2 separate regions of the Sus scrofa genome follow, and region 2 is linked to region 1. Evidence: chromatin contacts called from public Hi-C data. All regions are on one chromosome and are shown on one strand. The core of a region is the stretch at or near the end of the contact, and the rest is flanking DNA. Distances in the headings are between cores, read along the strand shown.

Region 1 (5,956 bases), core at 2,568-5,067:
AAAAAAAAAAAAAAAAAAAAAATACGCCCTCACAGAATTGAACAGAATCAAGTTCCAAACACCAAAGTGGTGAAAATGCAATCAATCCAGATGTATTCACATCACTGGATAATAAACTGAATTGATGTCCTCCTCAGATGAAAGTAGCCCTGGAAATTTTTTTTTTTTACACAATCCCAACAATTTCAGTAAAACACTCAATGACTTCTTTTTTTCTGTATAACTAGATTCTGTGGCTCAGGAATCCTAGCACTTTTGCACCTTAACTTGGCAGCTGGCAAATGAATGACCAGGGTGACCCCTCCCAGCCAAGCACATGATCGACCACAGCTGTGCATGTTTTTTAGCATGACTGCACCAGGACAGGGCTCCGAGCCACTGGGTGGAGCAGTGCGCTCTGGGAGAAAGCTTATGACATTTCCCCTATGATTTCAGAAGAGAAAAAACTACTTTTTTCCTTGTGAGTTGTTTCTTCTCAATGTCAACAGAAAATGGCATAGCATGTATACCTACAGATGCATGCACGGACGTGCAGTATCAGCCGCTCCGCAGTGGGAGGGCTTTAAACTTAAGTGGCTCAGCAGTAATGAACCCGACTAGTATCCATCAGGACTCGGGTTCCATCCCTGGCCTCACTCAGTGGTTAAGGATCCGGCGTTGCCGTGACCTGTCATGTAGGTCACAGATGCGGTTTGGATCCCGTGCGGCTGTGGCTGTGGCGTAGACCAGCAGCTGCAGCTCCAACTCACCCCCTAGCCTGGGAACTTCCATATGCCTCGGGTGCGGCCCTAAAAACCAAACAAAAAACAAACAGAAACACTTCCATGGTCCTATGTGTGAAGATGAGGCAGATATTGTTAGCTAGTTGCCTGCTCACCTCCACTTCCCCTTTAATAACAGAATCTCAGTTTTGTTTGGGGTGACAATGGAGACAGCCAGAAGACAGCCTCCCTTAGAAGGCTGGGTTCCAGCCTACAAGATGTCAGCAGAAGCGTTGTGTGGAACATTCAAGGAGGCTGCTTAAAGGAAGCTGACTCCCTAAAAAGGTAGGCTCCTTTCGGCCTTCCTTCCTTCCTCCTTCCTCTGGATGAAAGTCATCTTGATGGCTAGGGCTCCAGGGGTCATTTTGGAACTCGTGACCTTGAGGATGGACACACAGGCCAGTAGGACAGAGCAGAATGAGAAAGAGGCTGGGTGCCAGATGACCAAGGAGCCAAAATACCAGCCTTAGATGCTTAGTTTCCAACCACTTCTGTGAAAGAAAAATTAAACAACAAAGCCATATGTCTTGTTTAAGCCACTTTTATTTTTTTTAATTCTGTTTTCTGTTATATGTAGGCTGTTAATCCTATTGAAGCAAGGAATATTAGTTTGCTAGGGCTGCCATAACAAAGTACAGACCAAGTAACATAAACAACAGAAGTTTATTTTTTCACTGTGCTGGAGGCTGGAAGTCCCAGCTCAAGATATCAGCCAGGTTGGTTTCTTCTGAGACCTCTTTCCTTGGCTTATAGATGGTCATCGTTTCCCTGCGAGTTCACATGATCCTCCCTCCATACATGACTGTTCAAATTCCCTTTTTTTTTGGTGGGGCGGGGGTGCACCCATGCATATGGAGGTTCCCAGGCTAGGGGTCGAATCAGAGCTACAGCTGCCAGCCTACATCACAGCCACAGCACACAGAGTCTGAGCCATGTCTGCAACCTACACCACAGCTCACAGCAATGCTGGATCCTTAACCCACTGAGCAAGACCAGGGATTGAACCCACAACCTCATGGTTCCTAGTCAGATTCATTTACACTGCGCCACAACAGGAACTCCTCAAATTTCCTTTTCTTACAAGGACACTAGTCGTACTGGACTAGAGCCCACCTTAATGACTTCATTTAAAGTTAATTACCTCTTGGAATTCCTTTCGTGGCTCAGTGGTTAACAAATCGACTAGGAGCCATGAAGTTGTGGGTTTGATCCCTGGCCTCACTCAGTGGGTTAAGGATCCAGCGTTGCCGTGAGCTGTGGTGTAGGTCGAAGACTCCGCTCGGATCCTGAGTTGCTGTGGGGTAGGCCAGCGGCTACAGCTTTGATTGGACCCCTATCCTGGGAACCTCCATATGCCTTGGGAGCGGCCCTAGACTAGGCAAAAAGACAAAAAAAAAAAAAAAGTTAATTACCTCTTTAAAGACCCTACCTCCAGATACAGTCACATTCTGAGGCCGTGGAGCAGGGTGGGGGGGTTAAGACTTCATCATAAGAAAATTTGGGGGGATACGGAGTTCCCATCGTGACGCAGTGGTTAACAAATCCGACTAGGAACCATAAGGTTGCGGGTTCGGTCCCTGCCCTTGCTCAGTGGGTTAACGATCTGGCGTTGCCATGAGCTGTGGTGTAGGTTGCAGATGCGGCTCAGATCCCGTGTTGCTGTGGCTCTGGTGTAGGCCGGTGGCTACAGCTCCGATTCGACCCCTAGCCTGGGAACCTCCATATGCTGTGAGAGCGGCCCAAGAAATAGCAAAAAGACAAAAAAAAAAAAAAAAAAAGAGAAAATTTGGGGGGATATAATTCAGCCCATAAACAAGGCATGAATAAAGTTTGCAGTGGTTTGTTTTTTTCCTTTTTAGGTAATAGAATAATTAGTAATAAATGGCCATCAGAAGGGTAATAGGGAAATAAACTATTGGCATATTAATACCAAAGCATACTATATCTGCAATATAAAGAATGAAAGCTCATCATCTCATGTTGGTAAGTGGAAAACACTTTTAAGGAGCCAATACATTTACCAATTTGGACAGCGTGCTGCCATAAACACACATGTAAATGTAACAAAGCCATTTCTAGAGACATTTTGATGTTTGTAAATGTATAGTAAAATGTATATGATATTCAACAGACTGATAACTGGTTGGTGTGGGATAGTTAGAATGTTTGAAACTGTACAATGTTGGAATATTTTACAACTACACTAAGTGCCTTATTCAATTAAAAGTTTAAAAGAAATCAAAAGATCAGCCATTTAAAACTCGTTGAACTTTTTTTTTTGGCTGAGCCTGCACATGCATAAGTTGAACCCACACCTGAAGGATCCTTAACCACCCGAACCAGCAGCGAACTCCCTAAAACTCCTAGAATTTTAGAGCATCGCTGGCCAGAATCTTTTAAAGAAAGAAACAAAAAACAGAATGATTCATCCGTGAAAAGGATTAGTCAGAGCCGACAGTATTAGACTAAGACTAAAATCGGAAGAGATTACCGAAGCTATTTTACAGATGAAAAGTAATCATTTTTTTAAAAAGCTTTTTCAAATTCAAGCGATGACAGTAATATTGAATGCCAAACTGAATCATCCCCACTGAGCAGCAAAGCAGTGGGCCCGAGCTATTGATGATCGTCTGAAAAAGATGCTCTACCTGCCACTCCTTTTTTTAACTGGTGGTTCTCAAAGGAAGTTGCAGGGGACCAAGAGGAAACGTGTGACCCCGTGAAACCGGCTTTCTCAAAGCAAAGGCAGCTCCCAGAACTTCCAGCTCTAATTCATTTCACAGGCCTAGCGAGGTGCCGTTCGAGGATTCCAAGAGGCCGTGAGGGAACTTTTGGACCTGGCCTACCCGTAGGAGAGAAAAAGTTCGGCCTCGGGCTGGGCCGAAAATGAACGAGAGCACTCGGGTCCGATCCAGGACGGGCAGAAAGCCTCAGCTGGACACGAGGGGCAGGGCGGGGCCAAGATGGCGGAGGGGCGGGGCTCCCGGAGGTGGGGCTGGAGGAAATGGGACGGGGCGGGGCCTGGTAGGCTACTCAGGGCCGGGAGGCGGGGCTGAGGGCGGGGCGGGGTCCGACGCAGGCGACGGTAGGGGGCGGGTCCAGGAGAGAGGTGGCCTGGGGCGGGGCCGGTGGCTCGCGCAGGTCCGGTCCGCCCTCGCTACCCGGCGCTGCGCGGCGAAGATGGCGGCCTCCGCCTGGGCGCGCACCGCCGTGGTCCTTCTCTGTGTCTCTGATCTGCTGCTTCTCGTGCTGCTGCCGCCAAGGGCGTTCGCCGCTGAGGGCCCAGCCAAAACGCCCAGCGAGGCTACTCCACCTCCCCGGAAGAAGAAGAAGGATATTCGCGACTACAATGATGCGGACATGGCTCGTCTTCTGGAACAGTGGGAGGTCCGCGGCGCGCGCACACCCTCCCTGCTCTTCTCTGTCCCGGCCCTTCTCTGTCCTGGCCCCGCTCCTAGTGACCTCTTACCTCCTCCGTATTGGGACCCTTTAGACTTCCGTCTCGGTACCTTCTGACCCCCTAACCTCCTCTGCTGCGTATGCCGTGATCCCTTAGTGACCTACTCCAACCATCGTTGACCCTCGGTGTCCCCTCTGACCCCCTTACGCCCTGCCTACCCCGGTCCCAGGCCATTCATCCCAGTATCCTCTTCCATCATTCCTCTGGCCACTCCAATCACGGGTCAGCCTCTCACTATTCAGCTCTACTTTGTCTTTAGTGCCCTGGTCGCTCCACGCATTGCCCCGTATGGGCAGTGAGCCCTGCAAATGGGGAGGGAGACCTTTTCCACTCCACTCCTGAAGAATGGAGTGAGGGGTATGGGGAGGATTATCTTTCAAGAGGGCCGTTTCAACTTTCGTAGTTCTCCGTGTTCTAAATCAGTAGGACAGAATTCCCATTTTGGGTATATGTCCCTGCTGAGGGTTTTGTGATTTTTTTTTGAGTGGCTTTAATTTGGGAGGGTAGTGGGAGGCGGTAGCCAAGGCTAGTGGCGCTCCCTAGTTTAAAGGAATAATGACTTGATTTGAATGAGTTTTCTAGTTTGTTACTTGAATGCACTGGAGTGTGTCATTGCAAGGAGTGGATAATAACCTTTTTAGGTAAAGTTTACTAAACCAAAACCACGTTGCTGCTTCTTTCCAAAGGTGGTTGTGTTGTCCTGGTGAATTTGCACAGCTGGTGGAGTTGAGTCAGAAACTAGGATTCTGGGAGTTCCCGTCGTGGCGCAGTGGTTAACAAATCCGACTAGGAACCATGAGATTGCGGGTTCGGTCCCTGGCTTTGCTCAGTGGGTTAACGATCCGGCGTTGCCGTGAACTGTGGTGTAGGTTGCAGACACGGCTCGGATCCCGCGTTGCTGTGGCTCTGGTGTGGGCTGGGAGCTACAGCTCCGATTAGACCCCTAGCCTGGGAACCTCCATATGCTGTGGGAGCGGCCCAAGAAATGGCAAAAAGACAAAAAAAAAAAAAAAAAAAAGAAAGAAAGAAAGAAACTAGGATTCTACTCGCTGTGTAACCTTGGGCAAGTCACGTCTCCATTCTAGGCCTCTGGTTCCTTATCTGCTGAGTGAGATTGCACTGGATGATTTCTTCCAACATTGACGCTTTATTATTCTGTGGGTATCTGTGTGCATATGTAGTGGATAGAGGCTTTCAGACATGACTTTAAAATACCATCGGATGCATTTGGCTGGAAGAAAGAAGTTTTCATGTTGACCTGCTCAAGGAAATACGGGAGTCAGTCTGGGTGTAGGCAGACCACTAAGGAGGAAGGAACTTGTTGCAGCAATTCCTCCCCCCACTTGCCATCTCTCTCTCTAGCAATCTCCCAATCTCTTTTTTGGCCTGAGCAAACAGTTTTTGATCCACTAACGTGAGAATAGCCTCTGCAATGGAAATCCTCGCCTGAAAATCCTCAGACCCTGAGCTAGACTGAAAAAGGGGGCTGCAGAGGCGAACAAGGGAGCCAGCCATCGAGAATAGCAGATAACAATAAAAATAACCGTAATACACAGTAGAAACGGCTGGATGTTATAAAAAGAAAGTATGGTGGGACTCTCAGAGGGTTTCAGGAAGGAAGTGGCATTTTAGACAGGCCAGGGAATGTGGGAAAAGAGCATTCCTAACTAATTTGCCTGAGCCGAGGTGGATGGGACCCGTGGAAATTGTGCAGAATGGTGTGAATGTCAATAGC
Region 2 (6,693 bases), core at 1,568-4,067, 97 kb before region 1:
TTTTACAGAACATTCCCCCAGATGGTGGTGACAGGCCCCCCACGATGATATTGCCAGAATAGAACCCCCCACCGCCCCGCAGCATCTGCTGTTCCATCCTCCCCATGTGTTTGGTTCCCAAAGAAAAGTCACTGTAGAACATGAAGATTTTTCCTCTCTCTACCAAAACAGCACTCCAAAAACCCTACTAGTTTTCCCCTGGAAAATACCCATGTTCATTTGCTAAACCTGGATCTACTATGTGTCAGATCCAGAAGAAGCTCCTATAGTCTTGAAATGAGCTACCGGTGAGGTCATGGAATTTTCTGGAGACTCCCACACTCAGTGTGTAAGAGAAGAGTTCCTGCAGCCTATGGTCCCTCATCCATTTCCGGACCATCCTCAGTCAAGAGATGGCAAGATAAAAAAAAAAAAAAAAAAAAATTCTTTTCTTTTTAGGACCACACGTGCGACATATGGAAATTCCCAGGCTAGGGGTCGAATCGAAGCTACAGCTGCCAGCCTATACTGCAGTTCACAGCAACACCGGATCCTTAACCCCCTGAGCGAGGCCAGGGATCGAACCCTCTTATGTCAGGTTCTTAACTTGCTGAGCCACAACGGGAATTCCTATAAAAAATTTTTTTTAGTAAAGTAATTTTTTTTTAAAATTTAGGAGTTCCTGTCACAGCTCAGCAGTTAACAAACCCAGCTAGTATCCTTGAGGACGTGTGTTGGATCCCTGGCCTCGCTCAGTGGGTTAAGGATCCAGCATTGCCATGAGCTGTGGTGTAGGTTGCAGACACAGCTTGGATCCCGAATTGCTGTGGCTGTGGTGTAGACCAGCAGCTACAGATTCGATTAGACCCCTAGCCTGGGAAGCTCCATATGCCACGGATGCAGCCCTAAAAAAAAATAAATAAATAAACAAAAATAAAATAAAAATTTTTTAAAAATTTAAAGAGTTAGCAAGATAATAAAAGTGCATGCCCTGTGCATCACCAACCCTGTTTACAGTATTTAAAATCTATGCACAAGCGTGTATCTCGAACAGATGCTGAAAGTAGCCAAAAAGATAAATAAAATAATCTAGATGTCAAACCACAGGAGGTTGGTTTAAGTAAATTATAATACACTTTTCCAGTGACATATTAGACTGCCCTTAAAAATGATAATGAGGGAGTTTCTGTCATGGCTCAGTGATTAACGAATCTGACTAGCATCATTGAGGATACAGGTTCAATCCCTGGCCTTGCTCAGTGAGTTAAGGATCCAGCATTGCTGTGGGCTGTGGTGTAGATCGCAGATGTGGCTTAGATCCTGCATTGCTGTGGCTGTGGAATAGGCCGGCAGCTACAGCTCCAGTTTCACCCCTAGCTTGAGAAGCTCCATGTGCCGAGAGTGCGGCCCTAAAAAGCAAAAAAAAAAGAAAAAAAAGATAATGAGTATCTACATTTATTTACATAAAGAGATGTCCACGTGTACTAGACTATAGAATGACCTCCCCCCCCCAAATTCACGTTTACCTGGTTCCTATGAGCATGATATTATTTAGAAGTAAAGTCTCTGCTGATGTAATCAGGGTTCAAAGAGGTCATACTCGATTAAGGAAGATCCCCAAATCCAAATGAGTCGTGTCTTTATCAGAAGAGGGTCGTTTGGATGGATACACAAGGGAGACCACGCGGACCGTGTGAAGACGGAGGCAGAGACTGGAGCCCTGAGCGTAGCAGACAAGGGACACCAAGGATGTTCCGAAATCCTCAAAAGTTAGAAGGAAGACGTGGAACAGATCCTCTCAGAGCCTCTAGAAGGAAGCAACCCTTGATTTCAGATCTCCAGCCTCCAGAGATGTAAGGAGATGAACTTCTATGGTAGCCACAGAGTTTGTAGCAATTGGTTACATCAGTCATAGGCAACTAATCCATCATGTAAATAGCAAACTAGATAACATCCTATACAGTGTGATGCTATTTATGTGATGCTATTTATTTTATACAAACGGAAACCCCCATAGAGAAGCCCGGAGGGATGCCTAAAAATACGTATGCGTCCCCTGAGCCAGCTTTCTGAGCTCTGCCCTGTATTAGACAAAAACCAGCAAACAACACACACCACCAACTCTGACTCTCTCATGACTTTAGTGACTTTGCCGATGTTTGGATGCCAAGGAAAGAAAATGGGTCATGCCAGCAGAGCCTGCTCCCATCCTGCTCCCACCTCCTGACTTTCCCAACAGGTTATCGCCCCATGCAGGCTGGCAGAAGGCCCTGATGCTGCTGCTTCGATCCTGTGAGCGGCCCCCTGGCCAGTTTACATACCCAAGCCACCTTGAAATTCCATAGCTAATAGAGCTGGTTCTTAAACCCAACACAAATACCCACCGACGCCTCGGTAGCCCATAACTGGGTGGGGGGGCGGGGAGATGGGAAGCAATTGAACTTGTCCAAACTTGCAGCTTGGAAATGTATAAGGCTTAGAGATAAGACATTTAGAAAGAATTCTTTTCAATGCTTCCTCCCTGTGTGATCTCTAGAATACCCCTTGAAGGTCAGAAGTGTGCCTTATAACTGATGGATGCTGCACCCCTTTGGTACAGCCTGGGGCCCGCTCATGGGAGAAAACCCCTTCTCTGTAGCTCCTAGTTTCCCTTGCATGCCACCTTCCATGCCTTGAGAGTGTCCACAGCTGGGGCTAGAGCTATCTAAACCCATTTCCTCACCCCAGGCCCAGGGGGAGAGGGGAACCAGTCCCCATTGTCCTCAGCTCCTATCTGACCTCACACACTAGCTGGCACTTGAAGCCAGGAGTTGGCAGCAGGGCTGAACCCAACTCCCCAGGCTGCTGGCAACAACAGCATGTCCAGAATTTCCAGAGAAGTGTACTCAGCTACTCCTTCCAGATCCGTACACAACCTGCTAGCTTTTTCTTTCATTCTCACAACTCATCCAGAAATTCTAGCTTCACCAACGTGCACCTTTCCTGTAAGTCCTTATCAGGGAACATGGACGAGTTACCTCTTACAGAACAAAGTGGAAATGACCTAGAATCCAGCTCTGCCTGGCAAGTATCTCCATCTCTTCTGTTCTTGGGTCATTGCCCATGGCCTTGCCAACCCCAGTGGGAAGGGATTAAGTTTCCAGGGCAGCTGCTTCCTCAGAGGAATCTGGAGCAGCTGAGCAGGACTTGACCTAATGGGCTATGACTCCAGCCAGCCAGAGCCCATGATCTAACTCTTTTCTAAAAGGCGTGACTTGTCTACACCGAGGAAAGTTTCTCTGGGAGATTTTAGTCTGCCATCACATGTCGGTGCTTCCCACATCGGTAACAAAACACAGATCTACCTTACTATGGGTGACCTTAAACTTCATTTCAACCCTGCCTCTTCCGCCAAGAGGTTCTGGGTCCCCTGTCTTAAAAGTAGCTGCCAGCACCACAGCCTCCCTCTGTCCAGGTGTCAACAAGACTGGATTAAGGTCTGTGTACCCACGACCACTGCCCCCTGCCCCCCTGCCCCAGCTTTCTGGCCACCCAGGTTCATGGTACTCATGGGAGAATGAAGAATTGGGGAAGGAAGTTGGTTAAAAGCTCCTGTCTCTGGATGTTCGCTGGCAATTCCCTTTACTCATGCCGAATTCTACTGCTATTTTCTCTGCTTTGCAGAAAAATTCTTAATTTTCGTTACTTCGTTAGGAGTCTGTTTGCCCATATCTTTTCTTTTTAGAGTGGCACCCAAAGCATGTGGAGGTTCCCACACTAGGGGTCAGATCAGACCTGTAGCTGCGGCCTATGCATCTGCTGAGACCTATCTGCAACCTACACCACAGCTCACGGCAATGCCAGACTGTTAACCCACTGATCGGGGCCAAGGATCAAACCCTCATCTTCATGGATACTAGTTGTGTTAGTTACCGCAGAGCCACAGTGGGGACTCCTGTTTGCCCCTTCTTCACCAGTGGAAAAGAACTTGACAAACGACTCCATCAAGGACTCATTCTGTGCCTCTGATCCGATGTTTCCCCTTTCTATGCCCCTATTTCTCATCTATAAAGTGGGGATAGGCGTTCCCTGGTGACCTCGTGGTTAAGGATGTACCATGGCCACTGCTGTGGCTTGGATTACTACTGTGGTGCAGCTCCGATCCCTGGCCTAGGGAATGTCCACTTGCCATGGGCATGGCCAAAGAAAAAAATAATAATAATAAACGAAAAATAAAATGGGGATAGCAATACTTCCTACTTTGTTTACTGATTGCAACGAGTAAGTGAGGCAATGGATTTGAAGCGTGCCAGGCTCAGGCTAAGTGCTCATGAACGGTGGCTGTTACAACCATCGTCTCCTGGCCATCATCACAAAATGCTTCTTCTGTCCTCTTTTCCTCCAGCTAACAGTCCTGCAACAGGCTGAGATGTTGGATCTTCAACCCAAGCGCTCCGTGAGTACCTGTCTGGCAAACTCTTAGTAATCCTCCCTTACGCTCACCTCTTAGGAGGCTCCGTGCCTACAGCATTTCCTCACTGTAGTCCCTCCCATGGATCGAATGCTTCCCTTTTAAATGAAGTCCCATTTTAAGGATCCAACCTCCACTGCATCCCTCGCCCCCATCTCCTGTCCTAGTCTCTCCGCCCTGGGTCTTGCAGTGTCTGCAGCCAAAGCTAGTGTCCCTTTGGGTTCGCTTGCTAAAGACACCAGTCTGCCCACTGCAGATGCAGTCCAAGCGTCTATGAAATTTCTATGAGCCAGTTCCATGTGGGGTTTACGTAACACTCAGCATAGACTGTCTTCTCCCATGTTTCCCGCAAGACGTCTTTGTACAGGAACCAGCCTAAAAGATTTGGCCGTGGCCTCATCCCAGCGCCTTCTCAGATCCTTCACCCCGCAGCTCAGGTGTCAAGATTGCAGCCATTCTTTCCCTGATCCTTTCGCTGGATGAGAATATTCTGAGCACTACTGCAGGTTCTGCCAAATATAGCCATAATTCCTGGCACCTTTTCCTAACAGTTTGGTTGCCATGTGATAGAGCCACTCAGTTCTCGGGCAGGGTGAGATTCAGTAACTATCAAATGCCAATCTTTGTTCAATATGCAGATGGTCCTTGTCATCCCCCAAACTACCCTCACAGCTACACCTTTTCCCCTGGAAGAGAGCAGAGGAACAGGCTGCAGTGTGCTGAGGTCAGAGCAGCCACCTACCTAGATTCCTGGAGAATGTCCATTCCTTGTCCATCCTGACGCTGAGCTCCGGAGGGTGCCCCTGGTATTAAAGCAGCACTGCAGGGAGGTCCCGTCCTGCCTCAGCAGTTACGAACCCGACTAGTAATGAGGACGAGGGTTCTATCTCTGGTCTCGCTCAGTGGGTGAAGGATCTGCTGTGAGCTGTGGTGTAGGTCACAAACACAGCTCGGATCCCTCACTGCTGTGGCTGTGGCATAGGCTGGCAGCTGCAGCTCTGATTTGACCCCTAGCCTGGGAACCTCCACATGCCGTGGGTGTGGCCCCACAAAGGATAAAAAAAAAAAAAAAAAAAGGCGGCACTGCAAAGCACCCCTGTCAGAAGGATCCTGAGCAAGCAGAAGCGCTAATGGAGAACCCAGGGGAACAGAATACTCATCCTGCACTCATCCTCAACACCAAGGGCTGCACATGCCCTGGCATATGGCTATTCCAGATTTAACATGCTGATTCACACCCATGCTGCTTGGCAGAGAACCACGGACCAAAACTACCTAAGTGTCCCTCTGCTGCAGTGGCCTCCCCAGACCCCCATCTCAGCTCACCCAGACATCACTCCCCCCACCACTATTCATCAATGAAGGGCAAATATACAGCCCAAGAGGCTGTCCCTTGGCCTCTGCCCCATACCACCCGCTTCTTTCCAGCTGGTCAGGGCAGGCTGTTAAAAATACCTTCCTTGGCTACCAGCCCTGGCTGGACCCATTCACAGAAGCAAGGCTGAATTGATCTGACATTTGATAAGGAAACTTTGCCCCAGTAAAGCAGCATTAGAAAAAACAGAACATACAGATCTAAGGATTTCCTAAACTCCATTCTTGAGCCAACCAAGCTGGTGTAACACAGACTCAGTCAGCCAGCCCTCTACCATGGGAAAAAAAAAGAAGAGCCACCCACACTCAGAACAAATCAACTGGGGACCCAGGGGGATCAAAAATGCTATTTCTGGAGAATATACCTGGCCAGCTTAAACCTCTTTTTGGCAAGAATGAGAACTCCTAAGAGGGAAAAAGTGGGGGCATTTTTTTTTTTTTAATTTCAAGGAGAAAGGCAGAGGCTTATAATCATCCAGGCACATAAAACTTCATAAGCGAAGGAATAAAAACAGAACTGGCCTCAAACTCCTTGTCTACTGGATCAATAAAACTCTGAGAGGAGAATTTCCCATGATGGCTTATCAGGAACCTGACATAGTGTCCATGAGGATGAGGGTTCGATCCCTGGCCTCGAACATTGGGTTAAAGATCTGATGTTGCCACCAGCTACGGTGTAGGTCGCAGATGCACCTCGGATCCAGCATGGCTGTGGCAGACAGCTGTAGCTCCAATTCGACCCCTAGCCTGGGAACCTCCATATGCCACAAGTGCGGCCCTAAAAAAATTTTTTTTAAATAAATTCATAAAAACTGTTTTAAATGCTTTATGTGCATGTATTGTCTTATTCAGTTTAATCGCACAATCTATGAGATATACATTACCCTCAT

What was found. A called contact is a pair of places that touch in the nucleus more often than the background predicts.
Region 2: a Hi-C map of skeletal muscle shows a contact between it and region 1, with 2.1 times the contacts expected there. The contact joins the enhancer-like site here to the promoter of MESDC2 in region 1. A contact is called at or near these places in 6 of 47 Hi-C or Micro-C datasets (embryonic fibroblasts, heart right ventricle, liver and 2 more) and 2 of 2 datasets of contacts at active chromatin or transcription factors (alveolar macrophages and skeletal muscle).

What each region holds. Positions count from the first base shown.
Region 1 is chr7:49,815,586-49,821,541 of Sscrofa11.1, reverse strand. MESDC2 (LDLR chaperone MESD) reads left to right here and starts at 3,817. Exons shown (of 3, transcript XM_001928863.5): 1 at 3,817-4,148. The coding sequence starts at 3,942. It overlaps LOC102161353, which reads left to right. Exons shown (of 3, transcript XM_021100044.1): 3 at 901-1,652. The coding sequence ends at 1,024.
Region 2 is chr7:49,911,130-49,917,822 of Sscrofa11.1, reverse strand. LOC106507704 (a long non-coding RNA gene) reads left to right here and starts at 6,683. Exons shown (of 4, transcript XR_001303895.2): 1 at 6,683-6,693. It also overlaps a transcript of CFAP161 not described here. Within about 2 kb of position 2,817, at least 5 of the 83 cell types and tissues checked have an H3K27ac peak or open chromatin away from gene starts, as enhancers often do. A contact at or near this core is called in skeletal muscle, where this site is marked.